Linked DNA regions of Lactuca sativa: region 2 is linked to region 1. The links are chromatin contacts, called in public Hi-C maps. All regions are on one chromosome and are shown on one strand. Each heading gives the region's core, a stretch centred on a gene start, on an enhancer-like site or on the middle of the called end of the contact. The rest is flanking DNA. Distances are from core to core; before and after follow the strand shown.

Evidence for each region. A called contact is a pair of places that touch in the nucleus more often than the background predicts.
Region 2: a contact with region 1 is called in a Hi-C map of leaf, with 3 times the contacts expected there. The contact joins the promoter of LOC111912852 here to the promoter of LOC111912854 in region 1. A contact is called at or near these places in 2 of 4 Hi-C or Micro-C datasets (both in leaf).

Annotation. Positions count from the first base shown.
Region 1 is chr7:7,544,738-7,550,553 of Lsat_Salinas_v11, reverse strand. It overlaps LOC111912854, which reads left to right and starts at 2,188. Exons shown (of 3, transcript XM_023908581.3): 1 at 2,188-2,447; 2 at 3,072-4,161; 3 at 5,177-5,387. The coding sequence starts at 3,074. The coding sequence ends at 4,117.
Region 2 is chr7:7,677,818-7,683,633 of Lsat_Salinas_v11, reverse strand. It overlaps LOC111912852, which reads right to left and starts at 2,282. Exons shown (of 4, transcript XM_023908576.3): 1 at 2,119-2,282; 2 at 1,166-1,445; 3 at 1-457. The coding sequence starts at 410.

The sequences.
Region 1 (5,816 bases), core at 939-3,438:
ATTTTTGGAAAAAAAAAAAAAAAAAACGGTCGATTGTTTTTTTGGGTTGGATTTTTTTAGGTTTAGGTTTGAAGGGGGTGGAAAGAGGTACAACAAGTGTTTCCCCAAGAAGCACACGAGCAGAGGTTTTAAGCTCCGAAGACTTCCGAAAAACAAACTGTTGCGGGACAAAAAAGTGTTATGCGCGTGCTACGCCGCGCAACAATAAGAGTTTTTAAGAGGTTTTTTAAGAAAAACAAACAACACCTTAGTATTTGGATGACATTGCTATACTTAGTAGATTTTTCAAAGTATAAAAAAAAATTATGATGTCATATCACTTGTGGGATGAATACGTGTCTAGCCCGTAAGTCTACGATCCAATAATTAGACAAGTGTAGACATTTTCAGACAAGAAATGGTTTTTTACCCGATTCATCGGTCCATGTACATCTACAAACCCTAGGTACCACAAACAATTTTTTTTGTGCAGGATACCTGATTATCAACCTCATTATTTTTCTCACGAAGCCTTTGACCAGATTCAGTACCATGTAGTTTTGAGTTCCCTTCAAAATCAATTTGTAAAAATATAAAGATCTCCAAATTTCCAATTTAAATAATACTACATCCGTCCCAAATTAATTGTCCATATTTGACTTTTTAAGTCTTTATTCTTCAACTTTGACCTTAAATATTTTTTTTTTTATAGATAATACTTGATGCAAAATATATGAATGTATTGTATTTTAAATGTCTTTTCATTGTTATAAGTTTCATCAATTAAAATATAATACAAATAAGAATACCGATTACATTAGTCGATATTCTTTCTTTTTTCGTTAAAAATTTAATTTAGGATTCAACCGTAAATTGGATCAAAACTTTGGAACTTTTTTGGATATTTCCCTTTTTTATATTGATTGAAATCAAATATAGTTCAATACATATCGATGGAAGGCAAATGAGCAACAAACTGTGCCGCTAGCCCTTTCTGGATGACAAAACTAATTCTTTTGAAAACAACATTTGTGGATCTATGAGATATAACATTAGAATGCATGACTCGTTAGACTCTGTTGAGAAGCTCGACCACCTTTGGCGTGAGAAAACCAAATGTATCAAATGCAAAAGGTACAAACACATGTTGAGTTTCTATACATTCATTCTCGTGCTTTGCCACTTTGCTCACAACAATTTTTAAAGCGGCATACTCTGCTGTGAAACCCCCGCCCCTCAAACCGACGAGAGGAGAGACCCCAGTAAGATCCACACAAGCATGTTTCCCTCCTATCCATCCAAAGACCAAAATGTCAGTCGGCCTAAGTGTGAATCTTCCATCCTACGGGTCCGTTAAAAAGTTCATCGACGCTTCTTTCTTCACGGAAATACCAGCACGTCGACAAGCATCAAAAAGAACATCCCTAACCACATCATGTCGGTACTTGAAACCCGGGAGCTCTCTACAATGAACCGCATGTTCCCCAAAAGTGTACAAACATGACTTGCGGCAAACTAGACATATCTCGTCAATTGAGAATAGATGAATCATGAGGCGGTAACGAATGATAGTTCGGTACTTCACATGAGACATATGTTGGTCGAGACCATCAATAGGGATATTTAGCAGAAAATCCTGAGCATGAGGTGCCCGAAGATAATCAAAATATGCTTTATGTCTAACAGTCACGTCGAAGTCAACTTCCATATCTTTGACAATTTTGCTAAAAAGTGTACACACGCCAATGCTTTTTGGGATTTAGGGGGGGCGGTGTTCTTATTAGTGAAACCGCTACAGTCGAATCCGGGAATTGTATTGCGAAGACGAGTCAAAACACATAAGTAATCAGAGTTCATACCACATATGCCACTGTCTTGTGATCCCGAAATCGTTAACTTCGATAGTAATTTTTTTATATATAATTTGAAACTTAGTTATATCAGTTTTCAATATTCATACAACAAATAACTTCTTGGAATTTTAATACGCTAAACACCCTGAGTTTAACTTAATGAGAGAAAAAAAAAATTTGATGTAAACGAGAAGAAAATAAAAAAAATGTTTTCGAGTTTCATTAAAAGAAGTAAGTGGAAGAAAATAGAATGATCACTTTTCCTCTTAATTTTTTTTAGATTAGAAAGAATTTAAAATGAAAAAAACAAAATATTTAATTTTGGAGAGATTTTTTTATTTTTTGTTTTTTACTTTTATTTTTCCTTCTTACTTTCTTTTCTTTTTTTCTTTTGCTAAAAATGGGAACCACACGAGTGAGAAAACGATCCTTACAAACCCCCCATTTTTCCTCGTGACCCTCCTCTCTCTTTTCCTCACACACAACCACCCACGAGCCCGATCGATAAACCCTCTCCCGTTCGGACGCCCAATTCTTCTCGACGTCGTTTTCGTCTTCGTCGCAGGCGTCGCTGGTTCTCCGTCGATCAGTTCTTCTCGGCGTTTTCTTCTCTGTGTCAGATACTCTTCTCCGTCTCTGGTTCTTCTGTTTTCGTTGACGAGTCTCTGTTTAATTTAATTTTTTTGTTGATTAGTTTATTTGTGTGAATATTTTGGTGAAATTTGGTGTCTGCTTTGATGCATTTAGTGATCTTTTCAAATACGTTCCATGCTGTTAAAGCGAAATTTGTTGTCTACCGGTAATATTTTGGTGAAATCGAGATCCAATCTGTTCTTGCAAATATATTTTGACGTAAAGTTTACCGTGAAATAGAGTTTACAAGTGGTGAATCTCAGGTTTATTACACAAACAATTTGGTGAAACTATGAAATGCTTTCAGCCCTTGATCATGCTTTGAATGGCTTAAACCTTTGATAATGCTGTCAATGGTTTACCATTGCTGTTGCTCTAAAGTCTAAATAATCTATGTCACCATGAAGTACATAAAAACTTTAGTGAAACATACACAATTTGGTTAACTATTTGCGACTCTGTTACAAAAACCATCAGTTATAGGGAATAATGGATGGAATAAAACCCTGAGAGGTGTAGTATGCGGATTAAAATGATTAACATCACACAGGATTCATGTAGTTGTTTGATGAATTATATATATCTGTTGTTTATTTGCAAGTGTAGGAATGGCTAGGACAAGGAGTATGGCTAGAAACCAGAATGATGATGCTGCTGCATCATCTAGCAGGGAGATGCCCAAGACTTGTGAACATTGGTCAGATCTTGACCATGATTTGCTTGATTCAGTGATGATGCGGTTGGGAGTTGTGGATTACTATTCATTCCGTGGAGTTTGCAAGTCTTGGAGATTACTCGCGTGCTCTAATGAAAACAAGTTTATGGCCTCCATGCCACCCATGACCATAAGTATCTGTTGCCATGCTCATGACAAAACCTGCTTCCTGGAGGACTTTGAAAGAAGAAGGTTTAAAACCATTCTTCCCAATTCTGCTGTTGCAGCCTGTGTAGGATTAACATGTGGTTACTTGATCTTTTTTGTTAAGAAAACCCACAGCTTCTGGCTTGTGAACCCTATCACAAGGAAGGAACTTCATTTTCCTAATTTCCCATCTGATTACAATCCTGGCATTGGCAGGGTTATCCTCGTCTTTTCACCCTCAATATATGGGTGGGCGTTTGTTTTGTTGCTTCATTCCTGCAGGGAGATATGGTTTTCAATAGAGGGTAAAGGAGCATGGAATCATGTCTCCTCCTACCCTTTCTGCATCCATGATATATATGCTTTTAAGGGGAAAATATATGCTCTAAGCGATCAGATGCATCGTTTATTTGAACTGAGACTCATTCCACACCCCAAATTGACAATGCTCGAAATCAAGAAGCTCAAATACTTCTTTTATGCGACTAGGTTTGTAAGTTCAGGTGAGAGGCTTTGTGTGAGGCCTCCAATTTCAAAATTTCTGAATGAATTGCACGAGCTAGATTTTGGGGAAATGAAATGGGTAAAACCTTGTGAAAAGACATTTGAAGAATATGCATTTTTTTATAGCGACTTGAACCACGGTGCTGATGTTGCTGTTAAATGGGAGTCACTCGGGAGATTTGCTTCATTTCCCAACACTGATGATGATGGAAATATCACTTTCTTTACTGCTAAAATGTGGTACTTTCCCCATCAATCTATGGATGTTGATCGCATAGATGAGTGAAGCACGTCTTTGGTTTCATACACCTCTTGCCTATGCTCCTTCATGTAAGTTGTTTCTCTATCATTTAAGTATTTTTTTTTTTTTCGGTTTAATGCACGAAACAGCAGCATACTTTTACTGGTTTGTTTATTATAGCATCTTGCTTTCATTTCCTTTAAAAAATTAACCAAGTTATACCAAAACTCTGTGAGTTGATGCCATAATTGGTAGATATTTAAAGCACAATGTCTTTATAAGAAAGTAATAAGTATAATGTTGTAATAGAAAAAATGAAATAAAAGTTTGTTGCTATTTATTGCAGTTAGACCTTTTTTTTTCGGTAACATGCAAGAAATAGCTACGCACATCTATTGATTTATGTATCAAATCATATGCTACTTTTAGTTTTTCTTATATAACCTTGTACTTTGAAAAATCAACCTCTTTAAAACAACAAAGCAGTTTTCACTGCAATATTTTGGTAGATGTTTTAAAGTATATTTACCACAATAAGAATAACTGGAGTATAATGCAATAGTTGGTAGATTTTTCAAAGTACATTATCTTAATAAGAAAATAATTGAAAGTGCATTGTTGTAATAAAAAAACATGAAAGTTGGATGCTATAATAATACATTGATAAATACAAGTGCATTGCTATTTGTTGCATTTATCTCTTTTTGTGGGGTAAATTGCAAAACATACTTTTGTTGATTTGATTATTTCCATTCTCTTATTACAAAACATTGTACTTGGAAAAGCTACCTAATTAATTATGGCAATGCCATCAAAATACAAAACAATTTTCAGTATTATAATTGGGTAGAATTTTTAAAGGTATAATGCCCTAATAAGATTTTTTTTTTTTTTTTTTTTTTGAAGTATAATGATATAATTGGTATACATTTAACATTGCAATGTCTTAATTAAAAAATAATTGAAATTAGGGTGTTATAATACAAAAAATATAAAAATAAAAGTATGTTTCCTTTTTGTTATTCTATTTGCAATATGTTTCCTTTTTGTTATTCTATTTGCAATCTTCGTTTTCATATGTTTTCTTGTCTGATTTTGTCCTAGATTGCTTGCTGTTGTGGAAGACAATTACATACTCAGTATGTTTGTTCCAAGGTTGTGTAATGTAGAAAGTGTTTTGCTTATTTGTTTAGACATATGATATATAAGTAAAGTGAAACACAGAACTAGTTTAATTGATATCTAGTTTTTGGTGATTTCTATTGTTGACTTGAGATGATGGTGATTTCATTCTATTCTTAAAACCCATTTGAAATTTCTTTTTTACTTTTAGAATATTAATAATATACAATGGTGGATTTACTCATGGCTCATCGTTGGAAACCTGGAATTGGTTCTTTGTTATTATTTGTAGTTTTGATTATAGGTCAGAGGATTTCAAGTATTAAGTATGTTATTGAGTGCTTAAAGCCAATTTATGCGTCCTTTAATAAATGGGCACAAGTTCAAGCTAATCTTTAAGGACCCTCTTGGCTATTCTGACCAACATTAGTTACAAAGAAAACCTTGATACAATTTTCTTTTTCATTTTAATCTACAAATGTCAGCTTTTGTGTTAAAAAAAACAAACAAACTTCAACTATTTTGTTTTTGTTTCGTTTTCTTGGGATCTGACCTAGTTACTAGGCCGCCAATTGAGCTCGCTCCTTAAATCTAAATATTTTTATGACTAAAATTCCGTTAT
Region 2 (5,816 bases), core at 1,033-3,532, 130 kb before region 1:
TCCTCTCCAGCCAATGAAACATTTGCTACAACTTGTAATCCCATTCGAATAAGCCCATGATTTGAATCGTTAACAATTTCCTTACAACTGATTATATTCGAAACAATATCAACTCCATTTTGTTCGATAAATGAATTCTGATTTCGTAATTCTCCAGCACATAGGTTTCTGATGAGTTTAAGAGCCAATAAAAGTGTGTTGCCTGAAGAAGGGTATGATAGTAATTTACAGAGTTGAAGGGTTGGGTTGAGCATATTCTTGGAAGCAAGATCAGATCGACCCTCTTTTGTTCTAGCCAATTCTATTAGATTCTCCAAAGCTTTGTTTAGTGTTGATGAATTTGTAGCAGAAAAGAAAGGTTGAAGGATGCTTTCTGGTATAGATTCCTCCAATGAAATTGCAGAATCCATTTTGAAATCCAATAAAAGAAGCACAAACAATCACTCGGTTGATGTGCCTACAAAAATGAATGCAACATAGTTGATCAAATAGAAAACTCATAATTGCTGGAATAGTTCTGTGGGGCATAAACTCCTTATATATGTAAAATGACCAAAAAGGATATGCTTATATATTGTGGATTATTTCTTATTTTACATATATTACTTTATCTTCAATTGAATCATTAATAATAATCTTTTTGAAAAATACTTACATTTACAACATCACAATTTATTAAATTCAATAATTATTTAGATAATTTTTTATATTCATGCACATTCATCTTTAACAACAAATGTTCATGATCATAAACTTCTTGCAAAGCCACAGAACCAAATGCAATCCCAAAATGATAACAATTGCCAATAGTTCCTTCAATATTTTCACCACTATAAGCTAACAGTTCCTAAAAGAGTGTTCAATGAAAGATTTGAGTAGAATCATATTTTAGCATCAGTGAAAGCATGAACTGGCTATAGGAAACAACACAAAGCCTTCTACAACAGTAGAGAACTTTAAACTATAAAGAATAGAGCAGCAGCAATGAGTACCGAGAAACCAAAAATCTAGACACTTCTCTCAGGCATTTTATCAAACAGTTTGTGTGCCTTCCTGCAATCATTCTTTAAGAGAATACCACAAAAGGAAAATCAAATTGGTTCAGCAACAGGTACTAAATTACTTTAGCAATTGGTACTAAAAACAATAATTTGAAGCTACTTACTAGTGAGTTTGATGAGATTCTAGATGTCGAATTCCGGATGGATCAGCGCAGAAGCTTTGGGAGGCGTAATGGAATAGAAAACAAGACGATGAGCAGGCCTTCTCCTCTTTGCTGTGCGTCTCCCTTCTAATCTTGATTTTTTACCCCTAAAATAGATTGTTGCAGTTCGAAATCAGGAATCGATTGTTGAAGCAACTGGATGAAGAAGATGGAGTCGATGATGAAGAACAGATGACGAGAAACAGCGCTAATGGAGAAGAACAAGCCAAGTCGATGGACCCTGAGCGGCGATGATCAATGGAGAAGAAGCAACGTCAGTATATTGATTACAGGTTAAAATAGGGCAATTTCATCAAATGACAAAAGGAAGTGGGTGCGAAAGCCTTTCTGAGGAACGTTTGCATAGTTAAGGGGCTGTTTGGAAACATTTGCCAATTTTCATATAATTCATATGCATAACTCATAAAAGAATTCCTTTTCAAATATTACTCACAGTCATACAATCCAGTTAGCTGATAAGTTTTTGCTATTTCTTCATTCCAACAACTAACAAAAACATAAGGGCAAATCTATACCAATTGAAACTCAAACTGAAGTAGTCCCAGGTTATCCAAACAAAACAAATGAAGAGTTTTTGAAAAAGAATTGTGGATATATCTCAGCAACACCAAAGAAAACATTGTAAAATCTTAGAATTGATAATGCCAAAGCTTGGTATTCCTCATTGCTGACTTCTGAAGCATATGTCTATAACAGATTTCAATAAATAACAAAGATCATTCACGTCTTCTCTTAACAAATTACAGTTGCTCACAATCAAAGAATTAGCATAAAAACAGATTTTTAGGGTACACAATCGACACTAGCGTCTGATAATCAATTTTTAGGGTTCTAATTTGATAACAATTTCAGAATAACCGATTTTTAGGGCAAGAAAGAAAAACAAATGTTACCTTGAACCATTCCAAAATGATTGGATTTCAACCCTATCGATGCCTGCGGATGCGCACCGACGAAGGAGCAAGGGTGGAGATCGACGCTGTCAGAGCTTAGCGTCGGAGGTCGTAGCTTAGAAAGGTGACGATGAGGGTGGCGGTGCTACTGCACGTCTCTTATTTTTATTCAGATACTCAGTATAACTCCGAATGTTTAAGTGGCTTTTAAAAAATGAAGAGGCTTTTATTTATTTATAAGTAACCCAACCAGAATCTGAAAAATGTTACCTTTTAATATTTCAATTAAGAGGCTATCAAATAGCCCTTAGTCGAAGGGTTTTGAGGAAAGTTGGTTGAGGCTACGAAGATGTGTTCTTCATCAGCACATTTCTGAGAAACCGTTCTTCGACTAACCATGACAAAAATTGAAATATTCAAGATTTTTTCTAAAAGTATATATTTTGAATAATATTGTTAAATACATTTTGAAGTAATTAGTTATTAATCAAATCGAATATTAAATTCCTATAAGATGAATGTAGCACTTTAATTCTAGTAATATCGATTAAATAATTATTATGTAATTTTAAATTTCAGAAAATAAACCATGACAAAAATCGGGATTTCATTAGTTAGAGAATAGTTTCTCAGATGTGTGCTGATGATGAGGAACTATGCAACAAACTTTTTTTTTGTTTTTTCCCTGCTACATCAATTTTTCGTTATTATTCACATTTCTCATAAGGTAAAAGGTTTTCTCAGAGGGCTCTTAGAATCCCTTGGTCATTCTACAAAACTCAAATTTTTATTGTCAAAATGTTCAAACACCCCATTCATTTTGGTCATTCTACAAAACTCAAATTTTTATTGTCAAAACCACCATTAGCCATTGCGTCATATAATTAGCTGAGCTGGTTACCCATGATTCTTATATAAACAATTATTAAAAACTGAATTGATATCCGAACAATCCTATCGAATGCCTTGCTTAAATGATTTCAATTCTTCTTACCCTCTTTTTTATTTTAGCTCCTTTAACTTGTATATAAGTTTTAAAATAAAACCTTACACTTTTTTTTCATTTCAAAATCTAATAACTTTCAAATTCAAATAACTTGATTATTTATTTGAAATATATAAATAAAAATATATGTTATAATCTTAGAATGTATACCATTGACGGGCATTTATATTTTATATTTCTTAATTAGTACTATGTACATTTTATTAACATATTAAAATATAAAGATCGAAAATAATTATAAATTTTAGAAATTATCCGAGTAATAAAAATCTTTAAATAATGTTGATTAAAAACGTTCAATATTTTACTTTTAGTGTGACTTTAAATGTAAATTCATTTCCAATAAAATTTATTTTTCTACTAATTATTAATGATATATTTTAACATTTTAAATTTATAATTTTAATGAATGATCAATTTATGACATTTTTATTAGAGTATTTTATTGAATCATCTTTACAGTTTTGTCAAAATTGCACGTTTGGTCTTTAACTTTTTTTGCACTCGGTTCTTTCATATGATTTGATTTTTATTGTGTTTTTCGTCCCTTACATATATAAAGTTAGCGATCAAATGTGCAATTTTAACCAAACCATAGGGACGAAATGCGTAACAAAATCAAACCAAATGAACGATCCAGGTGCAAAATAAAAGTTAGGGATCAAACGTGTAATTTTAACCAAACCATAGAAACAATTTTAGTAATTTACTATTTTCATTGTTACGAAAAACAATCAAGACATGTTAAGTTAAATTTAGCAAGGAGGTTACTAAACTAAATCGCATTGTCAGCAACTTCGATTTGTGAACCTGCTGCTCACAAAATTACTCATGGATGTCCCTCCTCAAAGAATAAACTTTTCAGAAAAACTCATCTCAATTTAAACCATGACCCACTAACTCAAGATCAACCAACTCAAGAGCTGCCAACTGAGTATCCTTATACACATAGTATTTCTACTTATACACCTGATTATATGCAATCTAATCTATTTGATCTAAACCAAAAACTGTAGGCACAACACATATTATGAGAACCTTAATGTTCAACTCAATCTTTAATCTTTAACCAGGTACAATCCATCCATACATAGTTTATACTTCAACCTACAACAAGTAATGTATAATTCAAATCTACTTATGACTGAAATTCCAAATGAATTTGGAAATGCATAAACTTTTTTCAAAAAAAATCTTAAATAAAAAGGTTGTTGGGTTCTCATGAATATATGAGTTCTAAAACGATCCTAACCATATATATATATATATATATATATATATATATATATATATATATATATATATATATATATATATATATATATATATATATATATATATATATATATGAAATATCCAAAAAAAAAAAGTATCAATATTTTGGGTAAGTTTATGGTTTAATCCCAAAATTTATTTTTTAAACAGAAAAGTTTCGATTATCTAATTTTATTCAGTAGTTACTACATCAATCGTATATGATTAATCATAAACACATATTTACTCAATCAAGTACACACATTATAATAAAATAACAGAAAAAACAACGTTATATAAACGTAAAGAATTCATCATATATATATATATATATATATATATATATATATATATATATATATATATATATATATATATGCAAATTCATTATTGATTGTAATACACAATTTGTATGTAAATGATATTGATAATGTTACCTTCACTCGCATTATCGGAGTATTGATTTATTCCGCTAGATTGATCATCCGATTGGTAGTAACCGTCTTCATAATTTTGATTATTTTCGATTGATTGATCGCCATATTGATCATCATCGTCGGTATCGTCGCTACTATAATCAAACCAGTCTGACATCGTTTATTTGGCTTAAAAAACGTACATATTGTTATCTTCAACGATAATCGATGTTACTGATGCAGTTGTGGATGGACTAAGAATCGTAAATTAGATAGAAATTGTATCCTTAAATCAACGATAATTATGGAATATCCCTTAATCGTAGATACATAATATTGGATAATATATGGACTATTAATTATATTATATGAATTATTAATTATATTAGAGTAAATTACACGAATGGTCCCTATGGTTTAGGGTAATTTGCGCGTTTCGTCTCTAACTTATTTTTTTAACTCGGAAGGTCCCTACTGTTTGTTTTTGTTACGCGTTTGGTCCTTGTCTTCCCTAAAAAGACTATTTTCCTCTTGTTTTTTTAATTTATTTAAATAAACACACCCCAAACCCACCCACCTTCACCTTACCTTACATACCCCGCCATTTTTCCCTATTTAAATAATAATATTTTTAGGTAAAACAGGGACCAAGCGTGCAACAAAAACAAACAATAGGGACCATGCGCGTAACAAAAACAAACACCAAGGACCTTCCGAGTTAAAAAAATAAGTTAGGGACCAAACACGCAAATTATTCCAAACCATAGGGACCATTCGTGTAATTTACTCATTATATTAAATACAAAATTACTTACATGCATCATTTGTTGTGGAACAACTGCTAACAATTTCTCTCTTTAATAGAAAATGTAAGATTTTCATAAACAAAATACTTATGATAAAGTATGCAAATGAAAATAAGATGTAAATAATTTTTTAAACATACATTTTGATCAATGAGAACCATGAAGAGTTTGTTTGCTCTTGAGTCCCTCCAAATGAAATCCACATGAACGGGTGTC